Linked DNA regions of Mus musculus: regions 2 and 3 are each linked to region 1. A link is a contact called in public promoter capture Hi-C data. All regions are on one chromosome and are shown on one strand. Each heading gives the region's core, a stretch centred on a gene start, on an enhancer-like site or on the middle of the called end of the contact. The rest is flanking DNA. Distances are from core to core; before and after follow the strand shown. Region 1 holds the start of Lrrc4 (leucine rich repeat containing 4). Region 2 holds the start of Snd1 (staphylococcal nuclease and tudor domain containing 1). Region 3 overlaps Rbm28 (RNA binding motif protein 28).

What was found. Promoter capture Hi-C pulls out the DNA fragments that hold promoters and counts their contacts.
Region 2: a contact with region 1 is called in a promoter capture Hi-C map of neural stem cells. The contact joins the promoter of Snd1 here to the promoter of Lrrc4 in region 1. A contact is called at or near these places in 14 of 39 promoter capture datasets (the 3T3-L1 cell line, 3T3-L1-derived adipocytes, the HPC-7 cell line and 9 more), 7 of 484 Hi-C or Micro-C datasets (cerebral cortex, cortical neurons, embryonic stem cells and 2 more), 11 of 115 datasets of contacts at active chromatin or transcription factors (astrocytes, bone marrow-derived macrophages, cardiomyocytes and 6 more) and 3 of 9 other capture datasets (adipose tissue, liver and pancreatic islet).
Region 3: a contact with region 1 is called in a promoter capture Hi-C map of hippocampal neurons, with 7 times the contacts expected there. The contact joins the enhancer-like site here to the promoter of Lrrc4 in region 1. A contact is called at or near these places in 6 of 39 promoter capture datasets (the 3T3-L1 cell line, 3T3-L1-derived adipocytes, hippocampal neurons and 2 more), 11 of 484 Hi-C or Micro-C datasets (cerebellar granule neurons, cerebellum, cerebral cortex and 4 more) and 4 of 115 datasets of contacts at active chromatin or transcription factors (SST interneurons, embryonic hindbrain, forebrain and 1 more).

Annotation. Positions count from the first base shown.
Region 1 is chr6:28,829,702-28,834,246 of GRCm38.p6, forward strand. It overlaps Lrrc4 (leucine rich repeat containing 4), which reads right to left and starts at 2,046. Exons shown (of 1, transcript NM_138682.2): 1 at 1-2,046. The coding sequence starts at 1,913. All of the region lies in intron 16 of Snd1 (staphylococcal nuclease and tudor domain containing 1), which reads left to right.
Region 2 is chr6:28,477,938-28,482,482 of GRCm38.p6, forward strand. Snd1 (staphylococcal nuclease and tudor domain containing 1) reads left to right here and starts at 2,411. Exons shown (of 24, transcript NM_019776.2): 1 at 2,411-2,705. The coding sequence starts at 2,628.
Region 3 is chr6:29,144,271-29,148,815 of GRCm38.p6, forward strand. All of the region lies in intron 9 of Rbm28 (RNA binding motif protein 28), which reads right to left. Among named protein-coding and RNA genes, the nearest start is that of Rbm28, 18 kb to the right of the region's middle. Within about 2 kb of position 1,896, at least 45 of the 459 cell types and tissues checked have an H3K27ac peak or open chromatin away from gene starts, as enhancers often do. A contact at or near this core is called in cerebral cortex, hippocampal neurons and liver, where this site is marked.

The DNA of each region.
Region 1 (4,545 bases), core at 796-3,295:
ATATAAGGTTCAGAGATAGTGGTGACTGTGGGGTGCAGAGAGTTCCCCAGGCTGTTTTCTGTCCAGTGGGCCCCATGTGCTGGTTTGTAGGTGTTGTAGTTAATATGGTCATGTATTGTGGGCAACACTACTGCCCCCTCACCTGATACACCGGACGGAGCTGCTGTTGCTGCTGCAGGTGCTGCTGCTGGGATGTCTTCATCCACCTGGATAATCTCTACTGTCCTGGCAGCTGTGACTGTACTCCGCTGCTGGTGCCGCTTGCGAAGTTTATAGAAGACAATCAACATGGCAGCAGCTAGGAGAGTCACTGCCACAAAGCAGCCAATGATGATCTTGGTGGTCTTCATGACTTCATCCAGGCTGGTCTGCATCTTGTCAGTGGTATCTGTGGAGGGTACTGGCACCTGCTTGGGCACACGGGTGGTCTGAATGAGCACCGTGGTAGAGGTGGTATATGCCGGCTGGTAACCAGTGGATGTGGTGGGAACAGGCTTGTACTTCCGTGTTATGTCCTCAGGTGATATCTCTGTGGTTTCCACTGTTACAGTGGTGAAGAAGCTGAAGTTGGGGGTGTTGAGCTCGGCCGAGCTCACATTGAGGTAGGCCGAGGCATTGGAGTTGCCTGCCACATTGGTCACCATGCATGTGTATACTCCAGTGTCTATGAGCAGCACACGAGAAAAGTTCAAGGTGCCATCATTGAGAACAGAGATCCGGGGATGCCGGGAGGCGTGGCTGAGCACTGTCCCATTGGGCAGCAACCACTTCACAGAGGACATAGGGGGAGTCCGACACTTCAGTTCTGCCATCCGATCCTCAGAGATATTGAGGTCCCGGGGTGCATCCATGATGAAAGGGGCAGAGCACTGAAAGGCAGCCTGGTCCACCTCTACCAGGTAGCGGCCTCGCATGTGCATGGGAGCATGACAGCGGCCACAGCAGGTGGAATTGGTTGGGATATACTCCCGAAGCCACCAAGCCAGCCACAGAATATCACAATCACAGTTCCAAGGATTGTGGTGTAGGTGCAACTCCACCAGGTATCTCAGGGGTGTGAAGAGGTCATGGGGCAAAGATGAGAGGTTATTGTGGGCTAAGTTGAGTTCCACGAGGGAAGCCAGTCCGTCAAAAGCATTCCGCTCAATCAGGCTGACCTGTGAGTTCATCACCCACAGTTTTTTGAGGGAGCTTAGGCCATGGAAGGACCCAGGCCTGATCTCAGGAAAGTGGTTCCCTGACATCTCAAGCTCCTCGAGCCCCACCAGGGGTGTAAGATTGGGCATATCCTTAATGTTGCACATGCCCAAGTTCAGGTACTTGAGGTTGAACAGCCCCTCAAAAGCCCCCTCAGAGATATACTCCAGCTTCTTGAGTTCCCCCAAGTCCAGACGCATGAGGGAGGGCACCCGGTTGAAGGCATAAGAAGGGATGCTCTCAATGGGATTGTTTCGCAGCCAGAGCTCCCGCAGTTTGGACAGGTACTCAAAGGCCCCACTGGGGATGACTGTCAGCCAGTTGTCGAACAGTTCCAGAGTGTTGAGACTGGCGAGGCCATTGAAGGCCCCCACCTCTATCTGCCTGATGGAGTTCCTGCCCAGCTGCAGGACCTCCAGGTGATGGAGGTGCCTGAAGGTGTCGGCCTGAATCATCTGGATGTTGTTTTCCATGAGGTTGAGATACCGGGTGTTGGAAGGAATACCCTGTGGGACCTCAGAGAGTCCCCGGCGGGTGCACACCACCTTGCTGAACTGGTTACTGCAGGAACAGACGGAGGGGCAGTTTTGGGGCCCGGCTGAAGCGGCAGCAGCGATGGCTGCACACAGAATCCACACTTGCGCCGTGAGGTAGACGACGGGAAGCAGGACGGCATTCCAGGTGTGGTGCACAGTTACCTGCCACAAGAGCTTCATGGTGTGGCACGTTCATAATTCACCATCGCCTGGGATTTTGGCTTGGAAAAGAGAACCAGCCTTACCCCGGCTTAAGTGAGCTAGGAGCTCCTCTTTCCATCTGGAGAAGGAGGTGGGGAGGGGGCGATTAGAGACAAGCAGATCGGCCTAGAAAAACCCTGCGAAACTACTGAGCGGCCCCTCATCTACCAGCCCACCCTCAAGGCCAACCCATAGAAAGCTAAGACTCTCTCCCACGTTGCGACCATCCCCACCCAATTCCCTGTCACCTACCTCGGAAGGAAAGCAGGAAAGAATTAGCGCTGTGTCCTTAAGCTTTCTCCACGAGAGCTGGGCTCATCGTTCCCATTCTGACTTTAGTTTTAATTAACAAAGGGGGAAGTAGTGGGGGCAGGGAGGGCAGAGGGGAGGGGAGGGGAGGGGTAGGGGAGACAAAATGGCTTCTAGTAAATCCGGAGCCGGCGAAGCCGCGGAGTTGAGGCGCGCCAGGGAGAGCCAAGGCCCGGCGGGCTATGCAGGTGCATGCCCCCCCGAGAGCCCGAGGAGCGGCGCCACCAGCGCTTCCCTGCTTTGTCCTTGGACCCTGGCACCAGCTTGTTCCAGTCGCGGGAGAAGGCGCTTCATCGCCAAAGTGTGTCTCCAGCCCCCAGCCCTCTCCCTGGGCCGCCGCGGGGGATGGGGGTGCGGGGGCGCTCCCGAAGCCGCCCAGGCCGCGCTCGCTGGTTGCTGCGCTGCTCTCCACTCTGCTTTCCCAGCGTCGGCCGCCCAGAGCTGGCGGCAGCTGATTGCAGTCGTGAGCTCGCGGGGCTGCGAGAGTTAAGAGGTGTTCGCTGCGCCTTCGCCCTCCCTAGGCACACACCCCCTTTTCTCTTCGCCTCTTCTCGGAAGGGTTAAAAAGACAAAAACTGGGCTCAGTTCTCCAGTCCCGCCGTCTGCTGGTGCGGGGAGCGGTAATCCGTCCAGCCCCAGAGGGGCAGCGGCGTGGACGTGGTGCTGGGACCCAGTCCGCGAACGGAGGAGCGCGCAGCGCCCGCGGTCGCGCCCGCACCGCAGGCCCCTTCAGGGAGTCCGGGGGCGGGCGCGGGTCCGGCAGCGGCGGCGGCCGCAGCCCCCGGCAGCGCGCAAGCGCCCGCCGCCGCCCGCCACTGCTGGGCTCCCGGCGCGCCGCCGGCCCCGGCTTTGTGCGGAGAGTGCGAGTTCGCCGCTGGGCTCCCGGAGCCTTCAGCAACGGAGCTGCCAGCGGGCTGCTGCAGCGGCCAGAGCGCTGGCGACGGCAGCGTGAGCAGTGGGGGTAGCGGCTGCGGGAAACGCTCCGAAGCCGGTGAACATGGTCCCCGCTGGCTAGCGGCGGCGGTGGCAGCAGCGGGGCCCCTGCGCTCGGCGCCCACCGTCTCCTCCTCGCGCCGGGCTCGCGGTGTTGCAGGTGGCAGCCACGCAGACTGCTCTCTCATCCTTTTGTCCTTCAGTCAGAACGTGAATGTACTGCTGACGCATACTGTTCTAGGGAGAAGATTAGCGTGATGCAGTGCTCTTATGTATTAACACCGCTCTCCCTCTGCCGCCTGCCCTCAAGGGGTTAACGCCGCGCCTTCCAGCACGCGCTGGCTCGCGCCGCGCAGCCCCGAGTCGCGGAGGGCTGCCTGCCTTCCTCGCTTCTTCCTTCCTTCCTTCCTTCCTTCCTTCCTTCCTTCCTTCCTTCCTTCCTTCTTTTTCCCCACCCCCCTCCCCCCTCCCCCGCAGCTTCCTCCCCGCCCCCTCTAGACGATCGGAGCGGCCCGAGCGGGCGAGCGGGCGAGCGAGTCCGAGTGAGCGTCAAGTGAGGGGCTGCGCGCTAGTCGCAGGCGTTCGCAGCTATTTTGGTCAGGTCGGAGCGAGTGGCTGGTTGGCCGCTGATAGGCTGGAGCCGTGCGGGGCTGCAGCGGAGACTGCGCGGCCCCCACCCGAGCCACCCAGCACCCTACAGCCGTGGACTGCTGGGCTCAGGGGCCCGGGTGCGGCGGCCCTCGGTGGGGCTGCAGCAGTTGGCCGGCCTCCTACGAGCGCCCGCGTCATCCGCACCCCCGCTGAATGCTGACGGGGTGCCTGGCTGCGCGGCCAGAGTTTGGATCTGCAGGATGGTGGGGACCTAGGGGCAGGCAGCCGAATCCACGCAAGGGCTGCGTTGAGTCAGAAGACCAAAGTCTATGCTTCGCCTTACTCTGTGCCTGTCCTTCCAGTCCCCTCTCTCGAACATTTTCTTGCCCCCTCCCCTCTCCCACAGTAACTAGGGCTTTAAATGATAGTTTTCTTAATGAGGGCTGTGGGGGCGGGAAACAGTGGGAAGAAAGACCAAATTCAAGGAGTCGGGGAAATGACAACCTGGGGAGGATTGAGGTGAGTTCTGAGAACCCATGGTGCAGCAGCCCGTGGTTCATTCATTGGGGAGCTGCCTGCAGCCTTGCCTCTCAGATGCCCCCTTCCCCTCCCCTGTATGCAGGGGCCAGTAAGGTAATTTATGCCTTCTGCCCCTGGAGCTGCACCAGCCTCTCTCTGGGAGTCCCTTAGCAGCTTGCTGAAAGGGGAGTTCTGGTCCCTGCTTTGACAGGCTATTGTAAAAGCATAGGTCAGCATTTGCCAACTCATTTCCTCCATA
Region 2 (4,545 bases), core at 1,161-3,660, 350 kb before region 1:
AAACTCACAAAGAATCAATAAAAAGTTAACAAAAGAAAAAAAAGGTTCTGGTAACAGACAGCAAGATTAAAACTTAATCACCTAGCTTGATAGTGTGTGATACAATAGTTACCAGTCATGTGTATTAAATTAATTAAAGTTAATATTAAAAACTCCCTTCCTTAATTGCACGTGCAATACTGCAAGTTCTCATTAGCTACAGCTGGCTGGTGCCTCCCATGTTGGATAGGGCAGGAAGAGAACATTGCATCACTGCAGAAAGATCTAGACAATACTGAGCAAGCCTTTCCCTATAAGTCAATATACACTAAAACTACAAAAGAGGAGCACAAGTAGCTGAAAAGTAGTTCGGGGCCAGGTATGCTCTGCTAAGGAGCTGAAGTCTGGCCTGATGTTGAGGGACTGGCATGATTAGAAAGTGCCTTATGGTAAGAACAGCGGACTAGTGGTCTGGAGGACCGAAATGGGAGACAGCTGAACAGTGGACACAGAAGGCTCTTGCACAGCAGTGTCCACTGCATTCCCCCCCCCCCCCCCATGGGAAGCTTGTTAGAGAATTAAACATCTTTGTCTAGGTTATGGATTCTATAGACTTGGCAGAGGATGAGGTAGGTTTGTCTACCAGAGAAGCAGGTAGAGGCCTAAGATAAGATTATTTATGGTAGACAGTTGAGTTCATATCTTGACTCTGTCCCTTAAGATACTGACCTAGCACTGCTCACTAGATTTTTTTTCAAACTACATTTTTTATGTATATGTTATATATATCTGTGTGTGTATGCAAGCATCACATGTCACAGTTTGCCTGAGAGGTCAGAGGATAGCTTGCAGGACTTGGTTTTCTTCCTCCACCATGTGGGTCCCAGGGACTGAACTCGGGTTATCTACCTTGCAATGCAATCAACTTTACCTGTTGGAGCCCTTTGAGATTCCTATTCACTTAAAAATAAACAGACAGAAAACAAAACATCAATGCTCTCCTTTGAAGAAACAGATCATATGGACTTTGTAGGCTTGTCTTAAGGACTAACATATTCTTCAGGGAAAAAGTATTTAACAGGCAGTGTATACTGTGCATGTTCATGCTCCACGTAATTTGGTTGTTAGGACTGACTAGTAGGATCAATGGTTGTGTAGAAATAGAAAATTAGTACAAGCAAAAGAGAATTAACTGGCTGAGTAGGGGGGAAAGGACAGTAACTATGATCAGAAAATGAGATGTTTGGAATTAGTTTCAACTGCTTCAACTATCCTGGAGAGAGTGGCTACACTGTTGCAAAGGTCAAATTCACTAAAGATGAGGTCTTAGAGCTGAGCTACCAGTGTACTGGGCAACCCCTCAAAATTGTTTTATATATGTGTGTGTGTGTGTGTGTATCTATCTATAAAGATCCGTTTTCTCTTTTGAATAGGGTGAATTCGTGGTACAGACTTGGCTTTGGAGCTATAGGAAGATGCTGACCCCAAAACTTGACCCTGATTTGAGACATGCGTGACTACTCAAACTTCTTAAAACAGGCTATAGTGGAAGTAGTGTCTTTAGCGTAGGTCCAGGTTTTATTATTAAATAATACATACAAGAACCTGTGCTCTAAAACGGGGCACTCCAAGACCATAAATTCTCCCTGAATATCCACTTGAATATGGCTTTCCTGATCCACCTCGAGCTGAGATTAGCAGTGAGTTAGGACTGTCTCCCGCTCAGCCCTGGGATGGCAAATCCCAAGGTTTTTCCTAACCTCAGTTGGAGCAGGAGGGAAGGAGCCGAAAAACGAGGCTATTCTCAGTGTGCAGGACGAGTCATCCTCTAAGAGATGCTTATTGCTTCCATCAACAAACATGAGCGGAACTCACAAGCACTAAACCCCAGTGATACTCCGGACCACCGGGAGATTCGCGGCCACATTCCGGGTCAAGACTAACATCAGCAGGTTACCCAATGGCGGCGACTTTCAAAAGTTTCCTCTGCTTTGCGGAGGTGAAACGTCAGAACTCTGAGAGCAGTAAGGTTCCTTTGGGACGGCCCCAGGCCCTTGTCGTCCAGTTCCGGTGTCCAGCTCCGTACACGTGGGCGCTTTGCCGCTTGAGGGGCGGGGCAGGAGCAGAACCTCCGCTGGAGGGCGAGGCCCGCCCCGCCTTCGGGGCTCCCATGGCTCCCCGCGCACCACTGCCAGATGCTGACGTGTCCTTTCCTTCCCACTACACCTCCCGACACCACCTTCTCAAGACTTCCCCGGAAGTCCCGCCTCAAAACCATCCCGTCACCGCAAATCAGCTCTTTCAGCGCTTCCTGGAGCTCCGCACCCGTTTTGGGACCAAAGGGCGGAGCTTCATAAAGAGAGTGCCTATTGGCTTGAGTTCCAGCGGGTTCTGGACGCTAATTGGCTAGAGGGCGGTGGCGCTCTGGCACGCTTGCGCGGCGAGTAGAACGTGTGGCGGCGGCGGAGATCGCGTCTCCTCTTTTGCTCCCAGTCCCGCTGGTGTTCTAGTGTGCGCCTGGCGCTTCTGTCCAGCCCACCGACGGTAGCCTGTCGCCTGCCTGCTCCTTGTCGCTGCAAGCGCCGACACCCACCCTGACACTTCCAGTCCGGCCGGCCGCCCCACTCGCTGCCTTTCCAGCTCCACACATGGCCTCCTCCGCGCAGAGCAGCGGCTCCTCCGGGGGACCCGCGGTCCCCACCGTGCAGCGGGGCATCGTCAAGATGGTGAGAGCGGGACCCTGGACCCGGACCCCTCTGCTGCTTTGGAGCAGGAGCCAGGCATTGACTTCCTTCTCTCCCGTCAGCCTGCATGGTCTCAGTTTGCTTTTCCTCTGCCCCTTCCTCACTCTCCACCTACTCTCCGAATCTTCACCAGGCAGAACCCGAGAACGAACTTATCTTGACTTTTGCCTCCCGGGCAACCTGTCCATGATTCGCTCGCTGTGATTTTCGTGGGTCGCGGCTTTCGGAGCCCCTACCTGTTTACCAGAAGCAGGTCTATTACCGGTTCATTAACGGAGATAGTTCACGGATAGTTACTCCCATCCCCCTCTTTCTGTCCATTTTGACATATGCCGATTAGTTCGCAGTTTCTCTAGATCCGGACATCTTTTCCTGGAACCCCGGGAGTGCTTGGCTGTCACGAAGCTTGTCTCTGTCCACTGACTCACTTATTCACCCAAAGTTTTCTCAACTCTTTCCCCCTTTTATCTCAATGTCTAGTTTCTAGGCCTGGAAGCTCCTGATTTTCGTGTATTTTTAAATTAAAAATTTAGCCTGGCAGGGATCTTATACTAAGTAGCATTTCTTCACTTCTTAAGGACAAGGAGCCTGTTTTTAAAGAGAGTAACTAACTTGCCTTAAGGGCACATGGCGGTTTGGAGTGGAGCCAATAATAAGAGTCCAGGTGTTCTGATTCCCTGTGTAGGGTTCTTATTATAGATCCTGCTCACTTACCTTTGCTTTCTTTATTCGGAATTTTGAATTCCATCACCTCCACTTCCACACTAATTTTGTAGCATAAGTTCTGTTCTATTTCTTATATTGTTTCTCCTTTTTTTCCTCCCACATCTTGAGGTCTGACATTTCTCGTTTGTTAACAGATTTTTCTGTTTAAGATGGCTGTGATCTTTTCGATTGCTTTTCATATTGTAACTCCAACGACTTTTCTCTCCAGAGTGGAAGACAGTTTCCCCAGAGAGCCAGTTTTTGAAACTTTTTTTGTTTTTGCTGTCCCTGTTGTCTTTCTCAGGATTAATATACTCTGCAGGGGGATCCGGGGAGATGGCTCAGTGGATACAGGTGCTTGCTGCTCAGTCCTGAGGACCCCGGTTCGCATCTTCACGGCACACATTAAAGCTGGACGTGGCTGTTCCACTGCCTGGAACCTTTGTGCTGCACGTGGCGCTGGTGGACCCTGGGCTTTTGCTGTTCCACCAGCCTAGCTAAAAATATCAGGCTTCGGGTGCATTGAGAGAGAGAGACCTTTTCTCAAGTGGGTGAAGAGCAGTAGAGGAAGGCACTGATATGGATGCTTTCCTGTGCTCCAGCATCTTTGGCCCTCTGCATGGGTGTTCAGGCACAGGTTCCCTATCAGGCACCCACATATGTGTGCACACATGGACACCCTTTTTAATTATTTAATGTGATCACACTGTCACTCTTTTCACACACACCAGAAGAGGGCATTGGATCCCATTACAGATGGTTGTGAGCCACCCTGTGGTTGCTGGGATTTGAACTCAGGACCTCTGGAAGAACAGTCTGTACTCTTAATGCTGAGCCATCTCCCCTGCTCCACATGCACACTCTTGAACATGAATATTCTGCCGCTTGTGTGTGAGGTTCTTGAGATATTCAATATTGCCCTTTTGCCTTTCTATTTATATCTAGACAGTCAGAATTCATTAGATTCAATGAGTAGGGAGTTTCCAGGGTCCGTGTTTTCTCTCTGAAATTTTGACTCTTGAAAGGATTTTCCTGAACTGCTTCCTCTTTCCTTGCCCTTTTCATTGGTACCAGTCTTCTCTTCATTATAGGAACAGAGTGTCACTTAGCTGTCTGG
Region 3 (4,545 bases), core at 646-3,145, 310 kb after region 1:
AAATTAGTTTTTCTTATTACAACCAGAAGTTTTCACGGGAGTCTGGTAAGAAACATGTTTTTCTTTTATTGAATTAGACATATTCCCCGCCATGTTTATATGAAATCTGGATCTCAGTTAAAATTTTCTAACGAGGGCAAAATCTTTCAAAATAACGCAAAAGAAAAACATGTTAAGATGACTAGGTCACGGTGAGATGACTAGGCAAACGGGAAGGGAGAAGGGGAGAGAGAAAGGGGGAAGGGAAAAGGAAAGAGCAGGAACCATACATTGAATATCCTTAATCTGAGAAGCTAAAGCTTTTTGTGTATTTTTAAAATGTTTAGTATGCATATACATGCATGTGCACCATGAAATGCATGTGATGATTACAGGACAATTTGTAGGAATCTAGTTCTCTCCTTCCAGCATGTAAATCCTGAATATCAAACTCAGGTTGTCAGGCTGTGTCAAGCCTTTTCGTACCAAGCCATCTCACTCAGCAGTCTGCCTACAATTTAGTAAACTAACCTGACCTAGAAAATGCAGTAGGACCTAACTCCACTCTGTATATTCCCCTGGAAACAAAAGGCGTATCTTTCTGTATTCTGGACATGACTTTAAAAGAGAAGCTAGAGGCTAGCTGGGATGTAGCTCAGTTGGCAGAGTGCTTGCTGGTGTCTTAGTTTGCTTTTTATTGCTGTGATAAAGCCATGACCAAAAGCAAGCTGGTGGGGAAAGGGTTTATTACAGCTCGCCCCTGGAACTGGAGTTGCAGACTGCTGTTGAAGGTATGAGGCCAAATCTGCTTTTGGCCTACAGAATCTCCCATGCACACCCTCCTCTCCATCCAACAGTGGCTAACTGGGGAGTTTCCCCCCAAACTCCCTACATTCCTACACTTGATAAGTACATTCCATTCAGTTCTGTGTGGTTAGCAAAGCTTTCTTTTCACTTTGGGCGGTTGTACTGCTAAGATCTGGAGTCCTCCGCCTCTGAAAACCCTGTCCACAGGTTCTAGATTCTTCCTTAGGCCCACTGGGGTCTCTCTCTTGGTGACATGAGTCTGCTGTGACCCCTTTGTCCCAGAGATCTCAAGATACATACATGAAGATGCCCAGTCTCTCAACTTAGACCCACGGGCCTCCACTGGTGATAGAAATGTTTCCTGCACCAGTAAAACACATTAATAGTGCACTTTAGCTCCCAAATGCATCTCTGCTTTCCCTTCTGCTGCTCCAAGCCCTGTGCTGTGACTCTTACACTCTCTGAACAGTCCTACATGACACTGTAAGCCTCTGCAGCATTTCAGTCTTAGGAGTACTGACTGGCAGGCACTTCGTGCTCACCAGCTGCTGGGCTGCTCATGCAGCCTACCTCACCCACACCTCCCTACAGCCCACACTGCCTGAGCCTACCTCAGCAAGGATGCTACACTCCTCAGGCCCCCACTACAGGAGGTCCCCCTTCTCCTTACCCATCAACTGCCCGCCCAGCTATACTTATTTCCACGTCAGCCCTGCCACTCTGCACAGCCCAGTCTGCCCTCCAACACTCCGTAACAACCCCGTATCTTCTCTCCAGTCTCCCTAGGAACTGCAGCTTCCTGAGCCCTATGTCTGGCTCACAGTGAGATCCTTTCCTCGCTATCTCCTCCATGAGCTGCCTGCTAAGTCTGACAGCTCTCTTGGGTCCCTCTGGGCCTGCGCAATGTCCTTCTTGGAAGTCCTGGAGCTTCTTTATGTCCATGTCTGGGCTACTGTGACCCCTACCCTTCACTCCCTCTTCTGCCACTGTGGCCCCCAGAACTTGTTCCAGCTGCAACCTAACAGCTCCTCCCTCCCCCTCACCGTTGTCTCTTCAAAAAGCTCCCTCCGTTCAGCCTGATGGCAAGCCCACTCCAATCCTAAAGCCAATTTCCCACCACCTACCGTCCAGACGCCAGCTCTCCCTCTGCTGCTACGCTACTGTTACAACTGCCTCCACTTCCTCTTCCCAGCTCCCTTCCTAAAGCCAAATTCTCCACTGTTGACTGAACTACAATACAATTTATTTATGGTTGCCTTATCAGATACCTCTCTCATTTGACCCTCCCTCCACCAAAGCCCTCACCATCAGCCCAACTTATTAACCATTTCCTGCCAGACACTGACTTCAGCTTTAAAGCCGGCCATACAAAAGTCATATTCTGTAATGACAAGAAGTTTATTACATTTATGGTTTACAAAAATAAGTTTTCTTTAGCCTCATGCATATGTATTTTCAAGGTTAAGCCTAAAATCGGGTATACTTAATATATGGCCCTCAAACTCCTCAGAGATCTGCTGAATATGGCATTTAAAATGTTCAATAAAAAACTTCCCACAATAAATAGAGAGCTCCTTCTAACAAGAAAACGTTAAGGTCTCCAAAGAAGGCAAATGGGGAACAACTGCAGCTGACTCCACCTGGACCGCAACACTAACCGCTCCCCGGGGAAAACTGCCACCCCCTCCCCCGCAGCAGGAATCCACACAAGCTGTGGACACTGGATTGACTGCTATACTTTGCCTTATCAGAATAAGGTCAATGTTCCCAAGGCCGCCCTTCCTCTACAGGAAGAATTCCTCAGCCCTAGTCTGACAGCCAAAGGCCTGCTGCTCTGGGACAACTATTAAATGCAGTTCTTTTCAGACAACTGAAGACGGACTGCTTCTGCAGTGAACCATGTGAGCCTCAAATGACTAAGTAAGTCTTTGTCATTTTTATTGCTATAAAAACAATTTAAACTGTACTTCTTACTCAAATCTATCCCTCTCAGGTCTCTGGTGACATTGGTGAGTAGCTGCAGCTTTAACAACAGCCAACACCCAGCAGCCTGCTCGGTCCATTTCCTATAGACAGGCTACACACTAATACCTGAATTTCTAAAGCTTATAAGAAACAGACAAAAAAAGTTATGTAGGTTAAGAAAAAAAAAAAAAAAAAAAGGCTGGGCAGTGGTGGTGCACGCCTTTAATCCCAGCACTCGAGAGGCAGAGGCAGGAGGATTTCTGAGTTAGAGGCCAGCCTGGTCTACAGAGTGAGTTCCAGACAGCCAGGGTTACACAGAGAAACTCTGTCTCGGGGGGGGGGGGGGGGGGAGTGATACAAGTTATACAGGTCTAAGAAAGTAATTTAAAGTATACACAGCTCTGACATTATGACAGTCCAAGGAAATGTGTTAAGTTCTGAAGATACAAAAGCATAAGTAAGTCATAAAGGTCTGAGAAAGTGATTAACTTAAGGTGTGTGAGAAGCTGTTTTGGACTTCATTCCTCTGCTCTGTGCTACTGTTGGGTCCCACGGCCTGAATACACAGCAGTCCTCCACACCCCTCCAGACTCCCCCTTTAACCTTCCTTTCTAGGTTTGTTACTCCTCACTTGATCACGCCCTATTCCCTTATTAGGAAAGGGCGTCTTTTCTAGCACACTCAAGCATAAATTTTTCTCGTACAACAGCTCCCAGGATACTCCTGCACCCCTCCTCTTTCCTTCCTCAGCCCCTATTTGTACATGCTCTCACTCTCTGAAATCCTAAACCTCTTATCCTCTGCCTCCTCTAGTCAATCCGCTGTATGGGATACCACCCTCTTTCCCTTGCTGCACATCATAAATCCCTCTAGCATACTCAAAGGCCTTCTGCCCACATCTTCAAACCCCAGTTCTCCCTACTCTGCCTAGGCCTCAAAGCCCTCATTCAGTGTCCTTTATCTAAACAGTCTCTATGTCCCACCTCATCACCCTACAGTGCTCCCATATTAACAGTCAAAAACCTAAGGGAACCTTCCACCTAGCCCTGGGCCTTCAGTCCATTAACTGTTGCCCCTGTACACCCTTCACGTCTCTAACCCTTAGGCTGTCCTCGCCATGATCCCTGACAACACCTCTCATTTTTCAGTCCTAAATCTTAAAGACACTTCTCCTCAATACTCCTGATATCCAGCTCCATTATCTTTCTTTGCCTTCGCATAGACGGATCCTGATACTCAACAATCCCAACGGGACAGTGCTTCCCCAGGGATTCAGAAACAGTCCCCAACTTTTTGGTCAGTCACTCCTATAGACTTGGCCTTCTCCCTTTTTCCTCCCACTGGCTTCAGTATATAACCTCCTAAGGCAGAAATTGGTACCAGCGACTGGGATATTGCTGGGATAAACCTGACTGTGCTTTTGTTTGGAAGAAAGTGGATTTTGGGACTTTGGATTTGGAAAGCGGTAGAGTGCTTCAAGTGGGGCTTAATGGGCCATCCTAGTAGGAATATGGAAGGCTTTGTTACTGAGAGTGATTTGAACTGTGCAGACCTGGCCCAAGAGGTTTCAGAGAATTTCAGTATGTGGCCAAGAGTATTTTGTGGTATTTTGGTGAAGAATGTGGCTGCTTTTTGCCCTTTGCTGAAGAGTCTGCCTGAGGCTAAGGTGAAGAGACTCAGATTAATTGCACTGACAAAGGAAGTCTTAGAAATGCCCATCATAGACTTTGTTCTCTGGTTATGTCTCATGAAGAGCATTTTAAACAAGCATAGCAAGCTTAGAAAGGAAAAATA